Linked DNA regions of Mus musculus: regions 2 and 3 are each linked to region 1. A link is a contact called in public Hi-C data. All regions are on one chromosome and are shown on one strand. The core of a region is the stretch at or near the end of the contact, and the rest is flanking DNA. Distances in the headings are between cores, read along the strand shown.

What was found. Hi-C and Micro-C count contacts between places; a contact is called where the count stands out from the background.
Region 2: a Hi-C map of bone marrow-derived macrophages shows a contact between it and region 1, with 44 read pairs. The contact joins two enhancer-like sites. A contact is called at or near these places in 2 of 15 datasets of contacts at CTCF or cohesin (large pre-B cells and stem cell-derived epiblast-like cells), 25 of 484 Hi-C or Micro-C datasets (the 63-12 cell line, the Ba/F3 cell line, CD8 T cells and 19 more), 13 of 115 datasets of contacts at active chromatin or transcription factors (the 230-238 cell line, CD8 T cells, DN3 thymocytes and 10 more) and 1 of 9 other capture datasets (embryonic stem cells).
Region 3: a contact with region 1 is called in a Hi-C map of the C2C12 cell line, with 2.3 times the contacts expected there. The contact joins two enhancer-like sites. A contact is called at or near these places in 2 of 39 promoter capture datasets (neural stem cells and pre-B cells), 2 of 15 datasets of contacts at CTCF or cohesin (large pre-B cells and pro-B cells), 6 of 484 Hi-C or Micro-C datasets (the C2C12 cell line, bone marrow-derived macrophages, muscle stem cells and 3 more) and 5 of 115 datasets of contacts at active chromatin or transcription factors (the 230-238 cell line, acute myeloid leukemia, bone marrow-derived macrophages and 2 more).

What each region holds. Positions count from the first base shown.
Region 1 is chr1:128,823,262-128,827,156 of GRCm38.p6, forward strand. No RefSeq gene overlaps it. Among named protein-coding and RNA genes, the nearest start is that of Gm23056, 61 kb to the right of the region's middle. Within about 2 kb of position 2,245, at least 65 of the 459 cell types and tissues checked have an H3K27ac peak or open chromatin away from gene starts, as enhancers often do. A contact at or near this core is called in the 63-12 cell line, the Ba/F3 cell line, the C2C12 cell line and 6 more, where this site is marked.
Region 2 is chr1:128,545,962-128,549,740 of GRCm38.p6, forward strand. It overlaps Gm41950 (a long non-coding RNA gene), which reads left to right. Exons shown (of 3, transcript XR_878510.1): 3 at 3,328-3,445. Among named protein-coding and RNA genes, the nearest start is that of Gm41950, 5.5 kb to the left of the region's middle. Within about 2 kb of position 2,455, at least 105 of the 459 cell types and tissues checked have an H3K27ac peak or open chromatin away from gene starts, as enhancers often do. A contact at or near this core is called in the 63-12 cell line, the Ba/F3 cell line, the HPC-7 cell line and 5 more, where this site is marked.
Region 3 is chr1:128,506,843-128,510,725 of GRCm38.p6, forward strand. No RefSeq gene overlaps it. Among named protein-coding and RNA genes, the nearest start is that of Gm23902, 19 kb to the left of the region's middle. Within about 2 kb of position 2,174, at least 8 of the 459 cell types and tissues checked have an H3K27ac peak or open chromatin away from gene starts, as enhancers often do. A contact at or near this core is called in the C2C12 cell line, where this site is marked.

The DNA.
Region 1 (3,895 bases), core at 995-3,494:
CGTACACAACCTATGGTGTGCGTATGTTAGAAACCAGCACAGCTTTCTCATGCCACTGCTACTTCATAAGATTTGCAGCAATAGGTTGGGGTGGTTTGGGTTTGGGGAAGAGCTCTTGGGTGATTCCAGTGATTAGTGGAGTCTGCAAACAGCAGATGTCGTCAACGAGATAAAGGAAAGGCCCATATAACATTCAGGGGTTCTGCAACATGGCCAGTGAAAATGAAAGCAATTATCCAGAGAATCCCAGCACCAAAAAACCTCCTACATTTTTATTGGGATTATGCCTAACTTTCTGAAGCCTCGGGACAGGAAGCCCAAGTGCGTCCACACGCAGCTCCCGTGAGAGACGGCTGAGGTGGCAGTTTGAGCAGAGGGGGTGGCAATTGTGCTTTCTGGATGGTTTTGCTCCCTGTGGCCGTCACCCACTCTGGACATGCTGACAGCTCCCTCATTTCATACATGCTTATAGCTCATTAGTTTTCCAGCCCACAAGCTGTGAGTCTCCACTTTGACATGGAAAACACTGCCTGTTATTTATAGTGTGCCATGTTTGGGCTGGCCATCAGAAAATATATATTGAAACAATTTTCCACTTGTTTAAGTTTCTCCTCTCCTGTGGATTTTAGTCCTCTTTCTTTCTCCTTCCCCATCCCTCTTTCTCTGACAGATTCTCAGTCTGCAGTCTGTGCTGGTGTCAAATGCACAGTCCCTCTGCCTTAGCCTCTTGAATGTGTCCCCATGCCTGGCTCGAAAACTTCAATACATCTTTTAATAATATCTCATTTCAGGTTACTATCACTTGCATTATAACAGCCAGATGTCTTATCCTCATGTTTTGGGGGTCCACAGATTTACTTTTCCGCTGCATTGTTTCCCATACGACCAGTTGGCTCCGTGCTTCCTAACTTAAGTGTGGGAACTTTGGTCCTGCCTTTAGAGACCAAAAGGAATGCTTGCAGCCCCGTTTTGGGTCATTGTTCTAGGCTCTGCATTTGCTAAATGAATTTGTTTAATGCCAAGTTTCCCGGGAGAGAAGCTAGCCTATTTTAGTCCATCAAATTCATCATCTGCTTTTTATTGTCCTTGTGGATATCAGTGGGTTTAGAGGCCAACGACCCAAGTTACTCGAACGTCAATTGAGGACTGCCATCTAGTGGCCGGGCAACCTCTGTAGCTAATGATGTCTGTGGAACAACCTGCCAGAAAGGATCCAATTCTACCTGCTCCCTCGGCAGAGTCTTCTGACAGGCTAGATGCACCTTCCATTTCTGCTCTCTGATTCTTCAAAGTAACTGCCACAATGCCAGGGTAGCGACCTCCCTATGCCTTGAAGGAGGAGAAGTCATTCTCGTTCTGGTTGTAGTTATTTTTGGACCCGCCTTTGGGCAATGGTTTGAGCCAAGTTTTGAGAGGTTTAAAGCAAAAGTTTTAATACTATGCAAGGTAAGACAGAGGCTTGCAGTGGGGGCGGAGTCTCACCTGCCCAGCACTGGTTTTCTTTGATCTTCCTTCCTTCCTTCCTTCCTTTCTTTCTTTCTTTCTTTCTTTCTTTCTTTCTTTCTTTCTTTCTTTCTTTCTTTCTTTTAAAAAACCCTTTTATTTGAAAGATTTGTTTTATTTTTAATTATGTATATGTGTGTGCATCTGCTTGAGTGTGTGCAGATGAGTGACAAAAGAGAATGTCAGGATCCCTGGAGCTGGAGCTACAGGTAGTTGTGAGCTGCCCTTTATGGGTGCTGGAATCTTGGGTCCTTTAAAACAGTGGCACACACATGCATGTGTACACACACACACACACACACACACACTCTTATCTCCGTTGTTGGGCTCTCCTTGGTCTGGAGATGACTCAGACAGGAGTGACTGGCCAGTAAGTCGCAGGCATCCCTCTGTTCCCACTTCCTCAGGGCTGGGAGTACAGATGCATGCCACTGTGTCTGACTTTTCTTTTCTTTTTAAAATGTTTCTGGGAATTAAATTCAGATCCTAAGAGTTAAGTCAAGCACTTTACTGACTGAGTCACCCCCAGTCCCTGGGTGTGGGCTTGCTAAGTGTGACTCCTGCACTAGCAGCATTGATATTGCCTGTGACTTGTTAAGAACTCGCAGCCTCTTGGTCCCGGCTGGATGGGAAACTCTTGGGAAGAAGCCCAGAAATCGGTCGGAGTCTTAGCTGCTCCAGATGAACACTCAGCTTACAGCACTGTGCTGGGGAAAGGAGTCGGCTCTGGGCCCCAGGGTCCGACTCTGGGCAAACGGGAAGTAGATGGTCTCCAGGGTGCATTTGGTTCTCCACAACCCTCCTTCCTCTTCAGGGCCCTTTCCCTGTGCTATTTACCCAACAAACAGCATACCTTTATTAGGCGGATGCTACAAGCAAGCCATTGCTTCCAGTCGTGTAGAGAAGGGAGATGCTCAGAGAAAGGGACAGAGGACTTAGCTGTCATGACTTTGTTTTGTATGTGTTTCCATATGTCCAGGAGCGTGTGGAGGCCAGATGTGGTGACACAAACCTTTAATCCCAGCACTTTGGGGACAGAAGAAAGGAGATCTGTGAGTTTAAGGCCAGCCTGGTTTACATAGTGAGTTCCAGGACAGCCAGGACTAAATAGGAGATCCTGTCTCAAAAAAAAAAAAAAAAATCCAAACTAATTTTTCAAAAAAAATCTTTTGGGGAGTTAGGGGAGGTGTCACGGTGTCCATGCGGAGGTCACAGGACAACTTGTGGGAGTCAGTTCTCTTCACCAGGTGGGTCCTGGGCTTGTCCTCAGTAGCTAGGCTAGGAAAGAAGAGCTTACACCTGCTGAGATCTCACCCGCCCTCTACCTTATTTTGGAGACAAAGTGTTTTACTGACTTGGTGAGACTGGCTGGCCAGGGGTTCCCAGTGTTGGCATTACAATGTGTGGTGCCAGGCCCAGCCTTTTCTGTGGGTGCTGGAGATCTGAACTCAGGACTTTATACTGTCATCCCCCTTTACCCCCCATCCCCGCTCTCCAACAGTTGCCTAGGGGATGCCTCTGCTGCTCCCAGGACTCTGTTTAAAGAGAAGATCAGCAGAAGTGGGGTTTGATGGAGAACGTAGTACAGGTTTTTGGGAGATGAGTGTGGCTTCAGAGCTGCTTGAAACCTTTATAGCCTCCTGCCTGCAGCACTCAGGAGACATGCTTTGTTTTTAATTTTGTTTTGTTTTTTGTTTTGTTTTTCTAAATTGAACTCTAGTCCATTATAAAAAGATTAAAACAACATGCTGCGATTTCACCACCCAAAGGTTAGGCAATTCAAAAGCCAAGAGTCGACGTGTGCTTATTGAAAGGCCTTGGGGAAAACTGTCAATAGTTCTGGAAAGTTTGGCTGCCCGTTCAAAGACCTGTTTCATGCTCTGCATCAACCTGCCTGGATCAATACGGCCCGTATGTCGGCCAGCACATTTGCCTCTTGTTTAATTTGCCATTTATAAGTTTGGTCGGTCCAATGTGTCTAAGCAATTACAATGCAGAGAATAAATAAGCACGGCGGCCAATCAAACTGGATTTGCGGCACAATTAGACATCAAGTGCCCACAGAGCCGGGCATAGCACTCCACTCGCAGATGAGAATACAAATGTTTGCTTGTACATCAAATGAAGTCTCTTCTCTCTCCTGAATATAAATGGCTCCTGGATCGATCTTCCAGGCAGGCCCATGTGAGAGAGAGAGAGAAAAAGGCCCTGCTTTGTAAGCCGGAAGTCTCGCAGAGAGATGGTGCAAGGCAGAGGTCCCTACTTTTCTTCCTGTTCCTGTGGCAAAGCACTCTGACTGAAAGCAATTTAGGGGAGGAAAAGGTTTATTTGGGTTCCATGTCACAGTCTATCATGAAGGGAAGGTCCAGGCAGGAACTCAAAGCGACTGGCT
Region 2 (3,779 bases), core at 1,205-3,704, 280 kb before region 1:
TCTCTAGCATTAGACGGATAATGCAGCTATTTAGGAAAAACAAAGATGTGCTTAGAGTTTGATCACCCATGGTACGTGTTGTGAAAGTCTTCGGAGCTGTCAGCATGACAAGGATGGGCCCATACATGGCCCCAAAGGTTCACATTCTTTAGATTTTGTTATTTCTTTCATTTAATTAATGTGTGTGTGTATGTGTGTTTAATTGTATGCATTCTTGTGTGTTTGTACATGCAGAGGCCTGATGACTGTCTCTTTGTTCTCTGCCCCTTTTTAAGACTTATTTTATTTTCAATTGTGTATATGTATGTATCTGTGTGTGGGGATATGCACACATAAGTTCAGAAACCAGAAAAGGCCAGAAGAGGGCATAGGTGACCATTGTGGCCTTGTCAGCAAAATAATGCAAGATCACTCTAAAGAGAGGATTCAGATGTTTTTGTAAAAGGAAAGACAGAAGAGGCCAGAAGAGGGTGTCAGAGCCCTGGAGCTGGAGTTACAGGAGTTGTGAGCCATGCAGTGTGGGTGCTGAGAACTGAACTCAGGTCTTCCGGAAGAGCATCAAGCACGATGAAGTGCTCACTTGTCTTTCTGGCTCCCTTCACCTAGCTTTTGAGATAGAGTTTCCTCACTGGACCTGGAGTTTACTGTATTTGCATACTCTTCCTGCTCCCTGAGCCCAGAGACCCTCATATCTCAGCTTCTTCTGTTCTGGGATTACAAGCATATACAGACACACACACACACACACACACACACACACACACACACACACACACACACCCCCAACAACACACACACACACACACACACAGACACACACACAGACACACACACACACTTCTTATGTGGATGCTGATGACAGAAATTAGGTTTTCATGCCTGTGGGACAATTCATTTTAACAACTGAACTATTTCTCCAGCATCCACATGGTTCATGTATCCCTTTTGTGACTCTAAAGAATAAGGTCGAGGAAGCCAGGGTTTCTTCTCCCTTTATGAAAGCTGAAGGAAGAAGCAGCTTGAAAGAGAAACATGCTCTGTGGATATTTAAGATGCTCAGGTTCAGCCATCTTCCATCTAAGCTGCATTTGGAACGCATTGTGTGATGGACAGGAGAATATGAGAACAAGAAAGCCCAGCCGGTTATCTACAAGCCACCATCGATCAGGAAGAATTAGCTCATTGTGGTGAGAGGAAGGGAGCAGGAAGAGGGCTGGAAAAGGAAATTGAAAATGCTAATGAGCGTGAAAGCACCTTGGCCCCCTTTCCCTTTCTTTCCTTACTCAGATCTTCCTAAGATTAGGGCCCTGCAGGGAGTACAGGCTCTCTTTGCACTCAAGTTGGAGGTGCTCACAGAGTCGCTGGCTTTACACGCAGGAAGTATGGGTTAAACATCAGCAGCAAGGCCTGGACACAATGTTTCACAAAGATCTCTTTCTATCTTTTGTTCTTTGCGAAGCAAGCGGTCAGGAAAAGGGCTCTTCTGTCAAAAGTGCCTTTTCTTTGGACAAGTCTGGAAAAAGAGAATTCCTCTCACCTTAAAAGAGGATTTGAGGGATAGGGATGTGCCTGAGCTGGTAGAGTTTGCCTCTCATGCATGAGGCCCTGGGTTTGATCTCTGGTATCACAATAACCCACAAATGGCACTATGGACTTGTGATTCCGTACTCTGGAGGTGTAGGCAGGAAGACCAGGAGTTCAAGGTCATTTTCAGTTATTTAGTGAGTTTGAGGTCAGCCTGGGCTATGTGAGATCCTGACCTTCCTCAAACTCCCAAGCTAAAAGAGACGAACTATGATGGAGAGGTGGCCCAACAATTAAGAACTTACCTGAAGAGCACTGGGGTTCGTGTCTCAAGAAAAAAAAATCATCCAAAAAACAAACCACAAGCATCTCAGAGCTGCCCATAACTCCCGCTCCAGAGGATCCCACACTCTCTGCAGGTACTTGTATGTGTGTGGTGCACAGAGCAGGTACACATAGCACATACACACACATAACATGGAAAACAATTTTTCTTTTTTAAAGAGAGATGCCTTCATGATTGGAGTCTTCTGTTTTTGTTGGAACAGCATGTGAGTTTAAGAGTTTTGTGTCGGGGGGGGGGGGCACCAGGGAGATGGTTCAGTGGTAAAGTACTTGCCACACAACTGTGAGGACCTGAGCCTGGACCCCCAGAACTCACATACAAACAGATGTGGCAGTGTGCGTTGATTGTCTCAGTGCTCCTATGGGGAGGGGGAGAACTGCCAGAGACTCAGAAACCAGCTCTGTGGTGTTCCCAGTGATGGACAAGAACAGGGGCATCCTCACTGGAGCCAGGTAGACGGCAAAGACCTATACCCAAGGGTGTCCTCTGGCTTCCACACGTGCAGCATGGCATGCATATTCTTGCACTGACACACATGAGCACATATACACAAAGCATTTTTTTAAGTTCCTATTTTTTAACTACCCCTTTATAGAAAGCTGTGTTTGCTGGTGTTTAGAGGAAGACACAACTTGCACTTGACCGGGACCATAGTCTGGAACTTCCAGGGGTTGAGTTACACCTCCTCCACAGAGGCTCCAGAGTTTGTAGCATCAGGTGTTGAGAAGTGGCCATTTGTTAGAGCAGTGGTAGCTGAAGGACTTAGCTTGGAGGCATGTGTATGCATTAAGCTCACTGTTGTCATTTAGAGTGTCATTTGTAGTGGGCTGATGAACTGTTAGAACTGTAGTCTTCTACCTTGCTAACACTGTAAAAATCACATGGAGAGCCCAACTTTCTCTCTGTGGCCCTGTCTCCCTGCAGTCACATCTCCATTGTGTGTGTGTGTGTGTGTGTGTGTGTGTGTGTGGTTTTAACCATAACAGTGTGTGAAGCTGCTTATGTGAGCTACGTGAAGCAGTCAAATTCACAGAAACAGAAAGTAGAAGGTGGTTTCCAGGGACCGAGGAGAAGAGAAAAAGGGTGAGTCATTGTTTAAAGAGTGTGGCACTTCAGATTTTCAAGATGAGAAAGTTCTAGAAACCCTATCCTATGCTCATCTACTGAACTATAGACAAGAATGCTGTGATGATATTTTATATACTTTGCACTAAAGGGAAAGAAAGAGCAATAGAGACAAAAGTGTTTGGTGTGGTTTGGATATGCTTAGTCCAAGCAAGGTTTATGGAACTTGGTTCTCAGTGTGGTGGAGTTAAAGGTCTGTGAAGAGATGTTTAGAGTATCGGGGTTTGCTGCCCCGAGGGCAGGCTCTTAGGACAGCACAAACCTGACCCCCCAGTGGCTTCCTGGCCTCCTGTTTCATCATATATTCACACGTATTCTCTCTTTCTTGCCAGGATGTCACTCACTATGATGTGATCCAGTCTGAGGAGACTCTCACCAGAGGCTGAACCAATGGAACTGCCCAATCTTGGATGTCTAGCATTCCAGATTTCAAGCTAAATAAACCTCATTCTCCCCCAACCCCGTGTGTGTGTGTGTGTGTGTGTGTGTGAGAGAGAGAGAGAGAGAGAGAGAGAGAGAGAGAGAGAGAGAGAGAGAGAGAGAGAGAGACAGATAGACAGACAGACAGTCAGAGAGACAGACAGAGACCGGCAGACAGTGTGTCTACTGTGGTTTTTAAGACCACATTTCTCACTGGCCTGGAACTTAAGTAGCCTGGCTGTGCGTACCCATGAGCCCCAGGGATCTGCCTGTCCCTGCTTCCTCGTACTCTCACTTTAAGCCACGACCATCACAACTGGCTTTTTTTTTTTTTTTTTAACATAGGTTCCTCAAGCTTGCCAGG
Region 3 (3,883 bases), core at 924-3,423, 320 kb before region 1:
CTAGGTGTTTGCAATTCTTGACATAAAACAATCCCCTTCTTAACCTGTTTTTTTTCCTTTGAACTTTTTTTTTGGGAAAAAAAAAAAAAAGCTGGTTAGCCCAGTAATCTGATGAATTCTAGCTCCAAATAGGGAACTCCTTCTGGGTTTGTCTTCATATCCTTTCCTCTTGTAGTCAGCAGGGATGGTCTAGAATAAAGAAACCTCTAACATTTCTTTGTAATGTCTGGGCAGGGGCATGCCCTCATGATAAGGAAGTTCTGCCTACCACAGACTGGACCATGCTTTCCTGAAGGGGCCTGACTTCCTGATTCAGATAGACTCACGAAGGGATAGTGCCTCTGAGCAAAAATAAGTTTTAAAAATAAAAATATCAAGAATTACAGATGCCCGAAACGGAAGCCCGTGGAAAAAGCAATATGATGATAGAGAAAACAGTAAAAGACTCTTTAATTTTTTTGATGGGCTTTGCTTGTTAGCTATGCTTTTTAAAAAATATGGTCATGTATCTCATTTTCATCTTTATTATTAATGTGTGAGTACGTGTTCCTCTGTGTGTGTATATATATGTGTTCCTCTGTGTGTGTTCCTCTGTGTGTGTATGTGTTCCTCTGTGTGTGTTCCTCTGTGTGTGTATGTGTGTGTATATGTGTGTGTGTATGTGTGTGTATGTGTGTGTGTGTATATGTGTGTGTGTGTGTATATGTGTGTGTGTATATGTGTGTGTGTGTATGTGTGTGTGTGTATATGTGTGTGTGTATATGTGTGTGTGTGTATGTGTGTGTGTGTGTGTATATGTGTGTGTGTGTATATGTGTGTGTATGTGTGTGTGTATGTGTGTGTATATGTGTGTGTATGTGTGTGTGTATGTGTGTGTATATGTGTGTGTGTATGTGTGTGTGTGTATGTGTATGTGTATGTGTGTGTGTGTATATGTGTGTGTGTGTGTGTGTGTGTGTGTGTGTGTGTGTGAGTAGAGGCTGGAGGACAGCCTTGGGCATTAGGCTTAGGAACACTGTCCAGCTTCATCTATCACTGCTCTGAAACTTGCCAAGTAGGCGCCACTCACAGGCCATTGAGCCCCAGAAATCCACCTGTCCCCACCTCCACAGCACTGGGATTTGTGCTTATATTCCAACCTATCTACATAATCAAACATAATTTTTAGGTGGCCTTGCTTTGGCAGACATGATCAAAAAAGTTCCTTTTAAGTTTTCCTGCAGTAAGAAGGCCAAGGTAGATCATTGGAGGCAACAATGAAAACATAAAAAGTCTTCTGGAGAGACAGCTCGGCTGGTGAAGTGCCTGCCAGCTGAGCATGGGAATCTCAGTCCAAATCTCCAGCACACATGCAAAAGCCAACCTTGGAACTGTGAACCTATAACCCCAGCACTCAGGAGGCAGAGACAGGAGGACCCCTGGACACTTGAAAGTCAGCTAATGTTTCTGGATGGGTGGGGCTCTCATCTCAGGAAATAAGGTAGAGAATGATAGAGGAAAATGTTCTTTATTGACCTTTGGCTTCCACACACACCCATGTGCACACTCACACAAACACATATACACCAGGACCAAAACAGAGAAGAAAAAGTTCTCCGCTATGACCAGTATTTCAGATTCATTTATTTTCCTAATAGTGACTGTCTAACCCTGCGCTTTGAGCTTCCTAACCTAGCTTCCACATTTCAAGGTCTGATGCACAGTTCCTTGAAACTTAATTGACATATTAACTTTGAACCTTCAAAGAAAAAACAGCTTTCACTCTCGCATGGTCACATATGCTTCTTTCCATACAGAACAGGCTTGGCCACCTTTGCGGAAAATGAGATAACTCATCTTTTTCATAAATGCATTAAACATCAAAAGAACCAACTATCTACCAGGTAGTATTCAAAGGCCAGCTTTAAAAATCAAGAGAGGAATGAAAGCCAAGGTTTTGGCCCAGCAAACAGTTGCGAGAAACTTCTGTCACAGGGCACAAATGTTTCCTGTTTCACTTTGTGCTTTTGGGCACACTGGGCTGAGTCTTATAATTGCTTGCTTTATTTACTGTGGTCAGTTGGAGTCTTCTTTGGCTCTAGTGTAAGTGGAGTTAGCTTAGGCTACTCAGATGAGCTATTCAGTAACAATGCACCACACTCTGGTGTCAAGGAAGAGACATGGCACTCCTGTGAGAAGAACCCAGTGACCCAGTGTGGTTGGAGGCATGGGATGTTTTCCACAGGGCAGAGCTGAGTCACAGGAGCCTGTTGGATTAGGGTAGCCTTTGTCACCCATTAAAACCTCTGTCTTCCATGAAGCACTCTCTGTTTTCCATTGGTCCAGGCCTGAGATGTGAGCTGGCTTGGACCTCAATCCTCTCAAGCTGTGTTTTCTGCTTTCCTCTCTTGCTAAAGTGCCAAGTCTTTCTCACAGCACCTGTCTGAGTCTGTCAAACGCATCCTTCTCTTGCTTTGTGTTTTTCTTCTTCTGCCCTCTTCCCTTACCCATTCTCTTTTGTCCTAGGAGTAACCAAAGCTAGGCATGTCGATATCTTGTCTTTTATTCATGTGAACACTCCCAGTTTATGTAAGAAGACAAATATTATAAAAACTCATAGCAAAGGCCTATGAAGACAACATATTCATATTACAAGCGTGACAGCTTGAGTTTGATCCCTGGAACTTATGTTTTAAAAAGGCCAAGATTGGGCTGGTGGTGCTGAGTCTGTAAAGGTGGCTGCAACCAAGCCTATACTTAGGTGATCCTTGGGGCTCGCCTGGTGACAGAAGAGAACCCAACTCCTGCCTGCTGTTCTCTGACTTCTAGACATGTACTGTGGCACACACATGTACACCCACACAAAATAAATAAATATACATAGATAAGTGAATGTATGCGATTTTGTTTTGTTTTTAAAGCTGGCATGTTGGTGCATGCTTATAATCCCCCATGCTAGGGAGGTAGAAAAGGGGAGGCTCATTGGCTACCAACACAACCATGTCCATGAGTTCTAGGCTAGTAAGAAGCTCTGACTCAAAAAACTAGGTACAGAATTCCTCTGGAACCACATCTGAGGTGGTCCTTGGGCCTTCACACTGTGTGTGTGTGTATCCTATACACATACATGCACCCCTATACATGAGTATGCACACACACATGTACATACATATGTACAACAAGTATTAGAAGCAGATTAAGTTGGTGAGAAAACAGGTATGATGTTTAGAGTTATTCCAGGGTCTTAGACCCAGTGTCTCCATGCCTGAGCACTTTATCCCTTGTACAGTCCTGTGGAAGAGGCTGCTCGGCACGACTGGGCTTCATGTTCCTTCAAGCATAACTGATTGATAAGATATTCTAAGTGATGGATGTCCCGAGTTGTGGCTCCAGAGACAAAGATGAGTCAGGTTAACTACTCTCTTCCCGAGAGATTTCAACAGGGACTGAATGAGAGTCTGTAGTGGGAAGGTTAGATTAAGAGAAGCACAGGGGCTTTAGGTGAGTCACCTTTATGGAGAGCAGGAGTTATGGGACAGAGAAAAGATTCAGAGCAAAGCAGAGAGGGGAAGACCCTGCCAGCAAGGGCCTTATTCCTGCCTTGGCAAGAACGACTGTCCAGTTCAACCTCTGTGAGGCCTGCGTCCATTACATTCTGGGCTGGGGAGGTAGCTCAGTGGGGAGGAGTTCTTGTCATGAAAGTAGGAAGACCTGAGTTTGGATTCCTTCTACCCATCTGTATTAGTCAAGGTTTCTATTCCTGCACAAACATCATGACCAAGAAGCAGTTGGGGAGGAAAGGGTTTATTCAGCTTACCCTTCCACAATGCTGTTCATCACCAAGGAAGTCAGGACTGGAACTCAAAAACAGGAGCTGATGCAGAGGCAACGGAGGGATGTTCTT